Regions from separate parts of the Mus musculus genome. Here region 2 is linked to region 1. Evidence: chromatin contacts called from public promoter capture Hi-C data. All regions are on one chromosome and are shown on one strand. The core of a region is the stretch at or near the end of the contact, and the rest is flanking DNA. Distances in the headings are between cores, read along the strand shown.

Region 1 (6,435 bases), core at 2,527-5,026:
CCACTGGTTTATCTCCTTCCTTGCATCCTCAGAGGCATGCAGAAAATCCACAGGGGCCAAGTCAGCACCATACATTTTCTGGGTTGAAGCCAAGTATTCCTGTTTTTTTTAAAAAAAAAAAAAAAGTGCCATGAATTATATCTATTCCCTACAGAAATTTTCTAAAATCCCCACAAGAAAATAACAAAGTCCTAAAAATTGAAAATGTTTTATTAAAACCTAAGCTTTGGACTTTTTTGTTATGTTGAAAACCACACAACAGTAAATGTACTGTCCTAAACATTTCCATTTTCCTTCCTTCTTCCCTTCTTTCCCTTCTCCCTTTTTCCCTCCCTCCCTCCCTCCCTCCCTCCCTCCCTCCCTCCCTCCCTCCCTCCCTTCCTTCCTTCCTTCCTTCCCTCTCATCCTTCCTTCCTTAAACCCTCCACCCACATCTCTTGAGATAGGATGTCTCTTTGTACCAGCCCTGGATGTCCTGGAAATCAATTTGTAGACCAGGCTTGCCTTGAACTCACAGAGCTCTTCCTACCTCTGGCTCCCATGTGCTGTGTCTGAGTCATCTTTGAAGCTTACAATGCTGTAGTGGCAAGTATATCCCTTTATATAACATTTCTGGTGTTAATACAAAGGCTACTCATCCTTTTTGAATTTTACACTAATGTTTTCATAATTGAGTAAATGTTGATTATACTTCAAGTGGCTTTTCAGACTCATTTTTCCTTTGTATGTGTATGTGTGTGTATGCAAGTGGGGTTTATGTATGTACAAATGTGTATATGGGTGTGCATACCTGTGCAATCATGGAGGCCAGAGAAAATGACAGGTGTCATACTTTTATTCCCTTAAAACAAGGTCTCCCACTGAACCTGCCTAGGCTCGTGGTCCACAAACCCAAGGGGTCCTCATAGCTCTTTTTCCCACAGGGCTGGGGTCACAGGAGACTATAGAGCCATGCCAGGCATTTTTCTGGGTTCTGGGATCCAAACTTAGCTTCTCATACTTGCACAGGAAGCGCTCTTCTCCACAGAGGCATCCCTTCAGTCCTTGCTTTCTCAAGTCATCCAGGATGGATCCTTTCCTTAGAAAGACTATGAGATGAAAGTCCCACATGCATTCTTTGCTGTTTTTATGAATACCTGCAACATGTCTGTGCCTGGAAAGGTCTGTGTTACTTCAGGAAGTTTCAGAATGTGAAGTGCTAGGTACTTACAGGAAGGAAGTTGTAGGTTTTCTCTCCATACAGTCTGTTAGCAAGTTTCAGAGTGTGAGATGCTCCACGTTTGCTCACTTCAGCATTCAGGCTTTGGAAGCGTGAATGGATGTCCTCAACAGAGTCAAAATGAAAAGTCTAAAGGAAAGACATCATTCTTCATACAATCATCTATGAAGTGATTCCCTGTTGTCTACATCCACCAAATTACTTTTATTTGATACCCAGTAACTCCAGCCCAATATTTTATTAACATATCATTGGCAAAGGAAATAAAATGGAACCAAAAATGTATGGCTCTGTGAGACATCATTAAACATAGCTTCTGAATAATTTTCAAATGTTCCCCGAATGTGAATGGTTAACAAGTTAAATATTTATGTCAAAATTTTTTCCATAAAGATTCAAATGGTATATTCAAGTTTATATACTGTGCCATATACAAGTTTGTTAAAAAATTTTTTTTAAATCTCAGAAATAACTAAACAGTGTCAATAAGACACATTCCTGTTGTGAGACCCAAAACGTGGGAGTGACTGAGACCTTCTTTCTCAATGCTTATCTTATTACGGTCCACAACTCATTCTCTAGAGAAATAACTTCCTTAAGTTTATTCTGGTGAGAGTTTACTTCCTCTTCTGCTAGTTGTAAATCAACAGGCCTTTTATGGTTGTGTGAGGTCTGGCCTCATTACTTGCTTCTAGGACACAAAGGACAAAAGCACACAGGGTCCAGAGTCCATGCTACTCTCTGAGCTCCGCTTACTAGATTGCTACATGGACACACCTACGAGACTGAAATGGGGAGGGAAAGGCCTTGAGACAGTATACTGTTTCCTGATGCTGTCAGCTGTAAAAAGCCTTAATGCTGAAGCAGACATAACCTGCGAGAAGCACCTAGCAGCAGGTGCAGTTAGGAAACACTTTACCCACTCCTGTCATGATTTCCAAAGGTGGCAGAATTCCCCTCTCAGAATTAAGGAACACCAAGAGCAGAAGTGCCCTTCATACCCATTAAGGAAGACTAGGCAGCTGTGGGGAGAGATGCAAAGGTGACCTGCTGTCTCCCAGGGGTGGACTGAGAGGAGGTAGGACCTGTCCAACAGGCCACAGGGACTTTACAATCCCTCCTCCTGCAGAGCCACAGCCAGTGAAATCAGGCTGGAGAGAGGCACAGGGCTAACCCTGGGAACATAGACAGGTGGCTGTCTTTACCTTTTGTCCCCATAAAAAAACCACCACCACCAAGCTCTCTTCCTGTAGCATGTTCTTATATTTGTCATGCCTGAAGGTGACCCTATTACTGGCATGATTTATGAGTAGTGGTTATCAGTGCAAAAGGAAAACAGGAAACAGCTAGCTCTGGGGAGGTGCAGGGCTAGCTTACCTGAAAGCCTGTGATTCACTCTTGTGAATGGGAGAACCAAACCCACAGGTAGTGTCATTGTCTTTCTTCACTTTGTGTCCCCAACTGAACAGAGACTCTGCCCTAATCTCACTTAAAGTTGGTAGTGAATGAAGAACTGACTGTTTTGGGGGTGTGGCTCTCTGAAAGTCTGACTGTACCATCTAACAAGCATGGAGATGGCAGGGAGAGCTGGCCAGTTTGGCTTTTGCTAACCTTAGAAAGCTGAGCTGCAGTGCTGCCTTTGGCCCCCAGAATGACCATGGCCAAGGCAGAAGAAATGCTGAAGGGAGAGAAGAAGATGTTTCCTGTGGGGCTGCTTTCATTCAGGGTTTGGAACAGCTCCAAGGCGAAGAGGGTGTTGGCTGAACTCAGCTGCTCCATGGTGAAGTCTGCAAAAGAGGGGAGATCAGCACTGCCAGCTACAACACCAGCAACACTACCTACCTCAGCTCTGACATCCACCCCTAGGACCCTACAGTTTGGAATTCCTACCTCATCCTGTTTTTCCTAAGAGGGCAAGCATACTACTTCAGTTCTCCATGCCTGAGATCAAGGCTGAAGTCTCAGCTGGAGTGAAATATGCGAATTTGAGAATGCCACTCAAATAAGTAAGATGTGGGTGACAGGGAAGAGGAACACTCCTCTGTGTCCCTTTTGCAAACAAGCTGATTCCTGCAGTGGGTAAGCAAGCCCTGCTTGAGGCTCATCTGCTAATCCAGCTGGGTCCCAAACTCAGAGCTCCAGTTTGTCCAAGTACAGGCTAATCACAAATGTGTGTCCCTGGCTGTTTAGCTACCCGGGCCACATGGAGTTCTCATTGTTGAGGATCTAGGATCTCACCAGCTTCCTTCCCTCCCAGCCTCCCTGCAGCCAGGATTGACCGTATGAAGCTCAGGGCACTGTCTCCCAGATCAAGGTTCAAAAAGAAAGCCGAGGGAAAGAAAAACTAGGATCACCTTCCTCCCTCGGGCCCGCGGCCTGGAGTAGGGTGCAGTTGGGGATCCACAGAGCATTTTCTGGTTACATCTTGGGTGAGGGTGAGGTACCAGGAACGTGCTGGTTCCTGGAAGAGGTGCCAGCTTCCTCCCTCCTTGCTATGACCCCTGAGAATCTTACCTCTTGCTTAGCAGGTCTGGCTCCACTTACAGCTAGGATGAAGTGCTCAGAGCCAGCTGTTGCCTTTATAGCATGCAGAAGGGGCGTGTCTTCCTGGCAAGCCCAAGCTGGGTGGAGGCGCCTTTTCTTGGCTGAGTGTTTAAAACCCGACCTTGGAGGGCTGTCAAAATAAAAGCAGAAGATTGTGGCCACTCTCAAGGGGACTTTACTTTCCTCAGTTGCAGGCCTTTTTATTATTATTATTATTATTATTATTATTATTATTATTATTATTATTTCTTTAAGCAGAGATCTGGTAAGTTATTTCTTCCTCAGCTGCAAATGGCCAAGAGAATAAATAAATGTCCTTTCTTCCAGGTCAAAAGATACCTTCTTGAATTCCACTGAAACGCTGTAAAATCAAAAGGAATCCTTTCTGTGCGGTATGTAGGTAGGGATGGAGAAATATCTTTGGGGTCCTTTGGATAAGGTCCCAGATTGCCAGTTACAAGCAATAGGTGATCCTTGTCTTCTCTGCCTTTCAGGTGCCAAGGCTAGCTCAGGGACCACACCAGGCTGGAGAAGCCCTCAACCCACAATTCCCCACTATTAGACTAAAAGTTTGGACAAATCCCCTCACTATGCAACTTAAATTAGAATTGACTAGCCCAGGCCATTGTTAACTTGATGGGCTCAGCTTTATTCTCCTTGAAGTGTTTGGAACTGTAAATTCACAGAACTTTTAGTGCTTCTTGTCTTTCTTCAGAGGACAAAGGAAGAATCCTACTGTAGGTGAGGGTCACAACACATGGATTAGTGTTTGTTAGACTCGGGAACTAAAAGAGGAGAAAGGAAGATGGGGAGGTGGGTCAGCACGTCTCTTGAGCACTCCCGTGTTGGATATAATGCCTATTGTGAGGTATCAGAAGATAGAAACTTCGTGTGTGGTGTTTGGGAGGTGAGGACTTTGAGAAGTGATTAAGATTACACAGGGTTCTCAGGGTGGGGACGCCTGACTGAATTCCAGAATATCATCTTCATGACCACTAGGTGGCGAGCACGCCCCAGCTCTTAAGGACTATGACTCCAAGCTTTAATAAGAGAAGGAGAGATGAGAAGATCAGAAGAGATAGATCTGCGCTCCTTTTTTCCCCCCTATGATACCTTGATGCCTTACACTTTCTGGGACCTTGTCTAGATGAAGGCTAGTTCAGATGCTGAGTCTTGAACATGGAGAATTCATAATTATCAAGCCACAAATGTTTTACTATAACAACATAAATGGACATAGTCCTTTTCACATACAAAATATATTCATCCATGTAGCTCAACGTTATTCTAGTATTACCAGAATCAGAAATGAAATTCAAAATATCCCCAGTGAGCCCGTGGAGTCAAATAAGTTAGTTTCTTCTGAAATAAAATGGGACCAGCTTAGAACAGAATTTCCTTTTTAAAAAAATCAGTGACAAGGAAAAAGTGGTAGGTCCTACAGACTTTCAAAGTCCAGCATTACAAGCACTGGGACAACTTGAGGCTTGAATACCACCATTACACCTCCCTGTTTCTACAGTCAGACAGGGCAGGGTCATGGATGTCCAAGGCTCTGGTGGACTTCAACCCCATAACCACCAGATGTCGATGACGCAGCAGCCCTCATGGGCTGAGTCCAGTGCTTGTGGCTTTCCCAGGCTGCTGAAGTCTGTAATAATGCTCTGCTGATCAGGAATCTTGGAAAAGAACCCCTCTTTAATTCCTCGAAACATCTTCCTGGTGGGAACTTCGCAGTGTTACAACCCCAGGCTCCAAGAAGCAGCACTCTCTGGTGACTCCATGGCTGCCTAGGACTTACCTCATAAAGCCATCCCTTTAAATCCAGGAGAATGTGCCACACTGCACCACCTCACAACCAGCTGGCCCGAGACATCATGACACAACATCAAGGACTTTCAGAGGGACAGCAGAACCAAAGAGTGCCATATTACAACGTGGGGGCAGTTGTGGTATCCTGAGTCCTGTAGTGCACTGGGTCCCTCCCTTGAAACTCTTGTGTCTGAGGCCTTCTGGTGTGTGACAGGCATGGCAATTGGGATAATCTCTTGATGACTTTGGCTCACTCTGGCTTGCAGTAATGAATAGCCTCTGGCTTCTTGCCACATTAATCTCTTTATCAAAGCTTACTTTTGTCACAGCCTCCATATTCTTTCCTGAACATGGGGTTTCTTTCTTTAACATGGTGGGGGATTTCCAAAATCCTCCAGTTTTATGCTAACTAGTTGCCGCCCTCTATCCCTCCACCTCCCCCCTCTCTCCTTATGGCAAATAAATCTGCTTTTGTGCTGAGAACTTGGTCTTGGGGTGTCTTGAGCTGACTCCAGTTGAGTGTCCCTACAATTTGCCTTTCTGAGCCTAGATTACTTCACTTAGCATGATGATCTCTAGCTCTGTTCAGTGTCCTGCCAAGACATAATTTCATTCTTCTGAATAGCTAAAAAACGCCCACCATTGTGTACACATACCACATGTAAAGTGGCTATTAAAACATCACAGGACACTTTCTCCAAAATCGTCCACAGACTTGGACACAAAACAAGTCTCAGCTGATACAAGAAAGGTATAATAATAACATGCATCCTATGCGACCACCATGGACGAAAGCTGGATATCAACAACAACAGAGATAGCAGAAAGCTTATGAACTTAGTGAAACTGAACAACTATTC
Region 2 (6,435 bases), core at 1,522-4,021, 150 kb after region 1:
GTGTCATGCAATTCATTTGCAATATGATGATGACGAAGATGAAGATGATGATGCCTCAAGAAAAATGGGAAGTAATGTGAGTAGGCAGTCTTATAGAAAGGTTTTTAAAGGTTCAGTGAGCACATGAGCTTATGATTGACATCATTACTCATCAGGGAAAACTCAAAACCGTAAATGAGTAACCTTATCACACCGATTGGCTAAAATAAGAAAAGAAAAAACATGCACGGGAAGAAACTGAAACTTATAGCCTGTTGGTGGGGCATATAATACACAGAAGACCTCAAAAGCATTAGGTAGGTAGTTAGTTCTTCAGAGTATGAAATGTAGAGTTGTCATAAGACCCAGAAATTCCTTGGGCTATACCCTAGGTAACGCCAAGAGAGCATATATCTATACACAAATTTATACATAGACATTCATAGTAAAATTAATACCAGATAAAAGATAGAAACAATCTAACGCTGACTGATTGAATACAAACTTAATTTAGATAATATCTTTAACCAGACAAAGAAACAAATGTCTGACAAATATTGTCTTGAGATACTAAGGAAAGAACAAAATAGTTAAGCAGATTCAGGAAAGGAATGAAGTCCTACATTCCCGGGTCTGATTAAGACTCTTGCCAGCCCAGTTAACAGGTTCTGTGACGGTTGCTGACATGCACACAATACTCATTCTCTGCATGGATATTTCAATGAAGAAGAGTAAAACAGCAATCATGCTTACAGCCTAAGCATACAGAGTCATTCTCCTTTTCCAGATGTGAGCATGCAAATTCCTAGGACTCTTAGAAGAAAACCTATTTATAGTCCAAGAGATGCCTTGGCAGCCTTCTAACCCATGCTTTATCGTGCCTGACTATAATTCCTATGCAAGGTACCCATAAAGTCATATTTATTTAGGAAACACAAGGAAGGGAACTTAGGCATAGGGGGTTGCTGTTGTAGCTCTCTGGGATAGAAGCCCCAAGCAGCAAAAATATGGAAAATTTTGACTCCATAAAATTCTCCAAGTGAGAGAAGAATGAGAGTCCATGCCATCAAGCAGGAAGTGCACTGAGAATGATCACAATAACTTACTTAAGGGAGACGAAGTCCATGGAGAAGCGTATTGCTGTGGGACCTGTGCTCTGTAGAGTGGGTGCTGTTTTCAAGGGCAGGTCCATGTAGTAATAGACTACATCCAGAAAACCAAATTGGGGGGTGAGTGAGTAGATAAAAGGCTAGAACATTCTAGCCAAGAATAAAAAAATAAGTTGGTTCATTGTTGAATGAGATGGAGCTGGGGTGAGGAAGGAGAAGCAGAACAGAAAGGAGATACTGCGTAAATGAGGAAAATACCTAATTAAAAAAAAAAAAAGATACAAGGACAAAGAGGAAGATAGCAGTGGGCCAGCTGCTTCAGTGACGTGGGATCAGGGGGAAAGTGACCCCAAGAACAAAAGTTAAGACAGGAGGTGGTCAGACTGGCTGTTGATCAAAGGAGAGAAAATACGGTAACCTAAAGGGACAGGAGGTTGGATCTCCTCCTGCTGGTGGAGGACAGAGGGTGAGGAAGCAGATGTTGCAGGTAAGGAAGCCAAACCTTGCCTCAAGCAAGATGATCAAGAAAGCCAGGAGCTAAAGGTCCTGCAGCTGCTGTCACTTCCTGCTGGGTCAGGGGTTAGAGGAGAGTGGTGTGAGGAGATTCTTGTGGAAAATGGAGCTGAGAGGATGAGCACCTTGGAGAAGCCAAAAAGCAACACAGCAAGCTTCAGGGAAGAAGAGATTGGAGAAAAGCCATGAGCCACAAGGAGAACACGTGGGAAAGAAAGCTTTCTAGATTGAGTATACCACAGGGTTTAAAATTGAATGGACTCTCAAGGTTAGCAAAATGGGTGACTCATCCTATAGACAGGGTGAGCCTCTCCTGTGTCTGAGAAGTCTTCCTAATGTTCTTTCCTGTTTCCCACCAAGGCTTCCTATGTTGAAGTTCTACTTATGCGTTTGGCCTCGTATAGTTTCATTCTTTGTCATTTTAAAAGCTTGTCCTTAAATAACTGAACAAAGAAATACTGAATCTCTATTAACTACAAAGGAGAATGAGGTTTTCTCAGCAACTTTGTAAGATGTAGCATCTGAGAGCCACCAAAGCCACACATGAGGCTACTGCTGAGTCACTGCAGCCATGCTCGTCTTGAGAGCCCTGCATGCTTAGGTGTGTCTCATTCTCTCTTTTCCTACTTTTCTTCCCTTTCTGTATTACTTTTTAAAAATATATTTGTGTTTGCTTCTCAATAAATCCAACTCCATCTCATACGATCTCTTTCAGAAATTTCTTTCTCTGGCAAAGTCAAGAATGGTGGTTTCACTTGAGTTGAGTTTTTTTTTTTTTTTTTTTTTTTTAAACATATTCCAATGCCCACAGCTCACATCGTGTGGCAAGCCTGTCGCCTGTGCCCCGGTCACTGCCACCTTGAACACTTAAGGCTGAGCCTCAGAAACATCTGTTTAGCAAAAGACCACACACATGATTGCATACTCTGTTTAAACAAAGTGCTCATGACTGGTTAAAAAAGCCAGAAAATGGGTTAGTGTTTGCCAGGAGAGGAGGCTGGGTGTGTGGAAATGGATTTAGACACGGGGCACCCTTCACATCTACCACTTGCCACCCCGCAGGCCCAGAGTTTTATTAAAATCCCTGACATTCTCCCTTGGTGCACAGCGAAAACTCCTGCTACTTTCACTTTCTCTAAGGACCCAGTTTTTTCCCAACCCCCACTCATCCTCTTCCTGCTGTGGTCGCCAGAGCCAGAAGCAGCCTGTCTCCCCGCCCCTGAGCAGGAGCACAAAACCAGAAGTCCCTGCCTTGTACAGGCAGCTCTGAAAGCCTACTGGGAGCATCAAGGCTGCAAACGCTGGATTGAGAAGCCGCAACTGTGGTAGGTGCGGGCATCTGGCTCGGGGTGGCGCTGTGGGACCCGCAGAGGTCATGTTTACAAGGCATAGGCTGAGTCCAGGAGGGAAAACAAGACTGCTTAGTTAGGGAAAGAGACAGCTGGGAGGTAATGTCTGATGAGCTTTTTAAATGGTGACTCCTTTAGGATCTCCAGCTGGCCAATGGCAGAGATGCAGATCTTAGGGCTGGTTTCTAAGCTGTGTTGGCTCCTCCTGAGCCAGGCCTGGGGACTGCAGGATATTGGCGGCCTCTCCACTGGTATCTTTTTATGCTTTCTATCAGTCCTTACCACCTAGGCAATTTGAAAGCCTCTGTCTTCTCCCTGTGGATCTTGCAAAGTAATCCCTCTCTTACTTCCGGACCCTTTAAACATCTGGGGTCTCTGGTACAAATTTGAGCACTGCTCATTCTCATTTATAAAATAATTCACTCCATGCTGACAGTGATCATATCTTTGATAACTTTATCTGAGAAATCAAATACCCCTTTATTTGAGTATGCTTACTATTAGAGTGCCAGACATCCCCCTTACCTTCAGAGAGCTCCAGAATATGGAGTAGAAAGGACAGCAATCAGTAAGAGAAAGGTGACACTTAAGAGAAAGGTGACACTTAAGAGCAGACCTGGGGTGGGGAAGCTGCACTAGGGAAGGAGAGCAGAGGCCCTGAGGCTGTCCTGTTCCAATGAAGTTGGGAAAGGGGAGTAGTTTGAACTCAGTGACAGGGATGGGGTAGGGAATGTTCTAGGTGAAATAAACTGCACTTCAAGGACTCAGAAGCAACTTTAAAGTGACATAAGGGCAGGAATGCAGGAGAAGGGGGCAAGCTGGGTTAGATGAGAGGACTAGCCAGAGAGTAAGTCTTTGAAATAAAGCAGCCCCACCTTTCCTCCAGAGCCCTGGAAGTCATAAGGGGAGGAGCCAGAGGATCCGAGTACACTCTCAGGTTGCTGTGTCCCTCTGTCTGAGGAATGGGAAGAAGTGTGGTTTGAGTGTTCTGATGCTCCCTAGGCTATGTGATCTGCATGTTAACTCAGTAGGAAGCACTCTGAACATATGTGAGGGTTCAAAGGTGAACCCTGGAACAGTGAGAGCACAGCCATGGGATGCACAGGGACTCAGAACTGGGTTAAAGTGTCAGGAGCAGTCACTTAGTCTGGGCCAAGCTGTCCATCCATCTGGAAGATGAGTCATAATCAGTAGAAAAGCAGCCAGGGTGCCTGCAGCTGATGCAAGGTCCTCTGAGCAGCTACTGCAGGGGAATGCTCCCCAATACACAACACAGTAATAATGCTAGCTTGTCTTTGGGTCTCATTTAGCATCTCAGTGTCTTTTCTGTAGCATCTCGAAAGTGGGGAGGATACTGTCTAATTCTTCATGGGTAACACAGGAGTCTTCACAGGCAGCGTCCAGGATACAGAGTTGCTGAGTCAGGCAAGAGGACCCAATGTTCCTGGTTGTTTTCTTCTTCGTTTCCTCTTCTTCCTTCTTCAAACTCTATTGTCTTCAGAAGAGAGGCGTTGGTCTGTATGGGAGAAGGCTGAATACCACCTCTCTCTGCTGTGTTTTGTGTTTGTGCTCCTGATGATCTTGCGTTCTCCCTGTGCAGATGAGAAGAAGCTAGTTTGGTTTGCTGCAATGACCACACTTAGCTAATAACCTTAAAATTGGAAGGACTGTAATCTAGAATGAATTTTTGAAATCTAATTTAAGGTACCTATGACCTTTGAAATGACAACCAGAAACAGAGTCCCAGATTTCCCTGCCTGAGAACAATGAACCTTCAGCTCTACGTTGATTTTTATATCTCCTTTCCCTCCAGACTCTGCATCATGAATACTCTGTCTGAAGGAAATGGCACCTTTGCCATCCATCTTTTGAAGATGCTATGTCAAAGCAACCCTTCCAAAAATGTATGTTATTCTCCTGCGAGCATCTCCTCTGCTCTAGCTATGGTTCTCTTGGGTGCAAAGGGACAGACGGCAGTCCAGATATCTCAGGTATGTTCTCTGTCATAGTCACACCCGAGTCACATGCATAAGAACTGCTGAGAAGGGACAGAAGGAATGTGCACACACTGTTTCATGGGGCAGGGGCTAAAGAGGAAGGACAGAGTCTCCTCCAATAAGACTTCTTTAAGGGCAATGAGATTTCCTGAGTCATAACTTGGGGTGACTCTCAGTACATTGTCTAGAATCTAATTAACAGTGGTGCATGAATAATTTTATACTATACTTGGTGTTACAGGCCTTTAATTACAGCTACTAAGGAGACTGAGATATGAAGATACCAAGTCTGAGACTACCCTGGGCAAATTAGTTCTAGAAAAATTAAGACGTTAAAAAAAAAAGATGGAGGGAAGGTCTTAGGGTTATAACTTAGGTACAGTCTCAAGTACTGCAATTTGAGAAAATAAAAAGATGTTTAAATTATTTGAAAGAGAGTTTGCTGGGATCTATTTTATTTTTTAGAGCAACAGTCTTTGTAATTAATTGTTTGCAAGGAAAGATAATTCCTTCTCTTTATTTTGTCTAATATGCCTTGCTTCAGCTAAAATACTGAAGGGGGCAAATGTGTGGAGCTAGTCCATGTCCTAACTGGACATTGGGTTCATTACTTTTTGACAAGCATCCTGAGAGCATTCCAAATTAGGAATGGGTTCCTGACCTCACAGCGTTCCTGAACAGGCAGGAGCCATTTGTCTGAGAAAAAAAGCAAGCAAGCAAACAAACAAACAAAAACAGAAACAAATTGTCAGCATTCAGCTTCACAGTGGGAAGTCATCACTGTTGCTCTGTGGTCTGCCAGGACTTTCTTTCTCATGAAGATCCTTTCGGGTGTAAGTGCTCGGTCTCGTCATCTCCAAACATAGTCCACGAGGCCATGCATGTGTAGAGAGGCTTCTCCCTAATTGGTCCTCATGGTCTTTTCTAGGTTCAGGTTCACTAATCAACTCATATACAGATCTTATGTATGTATATAACATGTATGCTCATGTATAGCGTGTGTGTGTGTGTGTGTGTGTGTGTGTGTGTGTGTGTGTACATGCCCTTGTATATACCTCTTGTTGGGGGTGGGAGGAGTCAGTTCTGGTTGTCTTACTCTCTCTCATCAGGCTCCTCCCAGTGCTGGGATGACCCCCATGCACCACTGGGCCCATCTTCTATGCTTATTGAGACTCCAACTCAGATGCTCATGTACTTTACTTTCTGAGTCATCTCATCACCTTGACAATTCCTTTGGAAACAAATTGTTTTATTACTGAACTCAGAATGTTTCATCTTTTCCTTCCCAGGCACTTGGTTTGAATAAAGAGGAAGGCATCCATCAGGGTTTCCAGTTGCTTCTCAGGAAGCTGAACAAGCCAGACAGAAAGTACTCTCTTAGAGTGGCCAACAGGCTCTTTGCAGACAAAACTTGTGAAGTCCTCCAAGTAAGTTGTATTAGTAGAATAATAGCAGTTGAATGCAAGGCAGTTGTTGTTGTAGAGCCTA

What was found. Capture Hi-C pulls out chosen DNA fragments and counts their contacts.
Region 2: a contact with region 1 is called in a promoter capture Hi-C map of adipose tissue. The contact joins the promoter of Serpinb9 here to the promoter of Serpinb1a in region 1. A contact is called at or near these places in 15 of 39 promoter capture datasets (the 3T3-L1 cell line, 3T3-L1-derived adipocytes, the C10 cell line and 10 more), 1 of 15 datasets of contacts at CTCF or cohesin (CD8 T cells), 2 of 484 Hi-C or Micro-C datasets (the C2C12 cell line and group 2 innate lymphoid cells), 3 of 115 datasets of contacts at active chromatin or transcription factors (effector CD8 T cells, memory CD8 T cells and pancreatic cancer cells) and 4 of 9 other capture datasets (adipose tissue, liver, macrophages and 1 more).

What each region holds. Positions count from the first base shown.
Region 1 is chr13:32,847,409-32,853,843 of GRCm38.p6, forward strand. Serpinb1a (serine (or cysteine) peptidase inhibitor, clade B, member 1a) reads right to left here and starts at 3,777. Exons shown (of 7, transcript NM_025429.2): 1 at 3,734-3,777; 2 at 2,831-3,006; 3 at 1,211-1,348; 4 at 1-99. The coding sequence starts at 2,998.
Region 2 is chr13:33,001,770-33,008,204 of GRCm38.p6, forward strand. Serpinb9 (serine (or cysteine) peptidase inhibitor, clade B, member 9) reads left to right here and starts at 2,772. Exons shown (of 7, transcript NM_009256.3): 1 at 2,772-2,926; 2 at 4,764-4,941; 3 at 6,237-6,374. The coding sequence starts at 4,774. Gm36181 (a long non-coding RNA gene) reads right to left here and starts at 4,038. Exons shown (of 3, transcript XR_382177.2): 1 at 3,826-4,038; 2 at 1,086-1,182.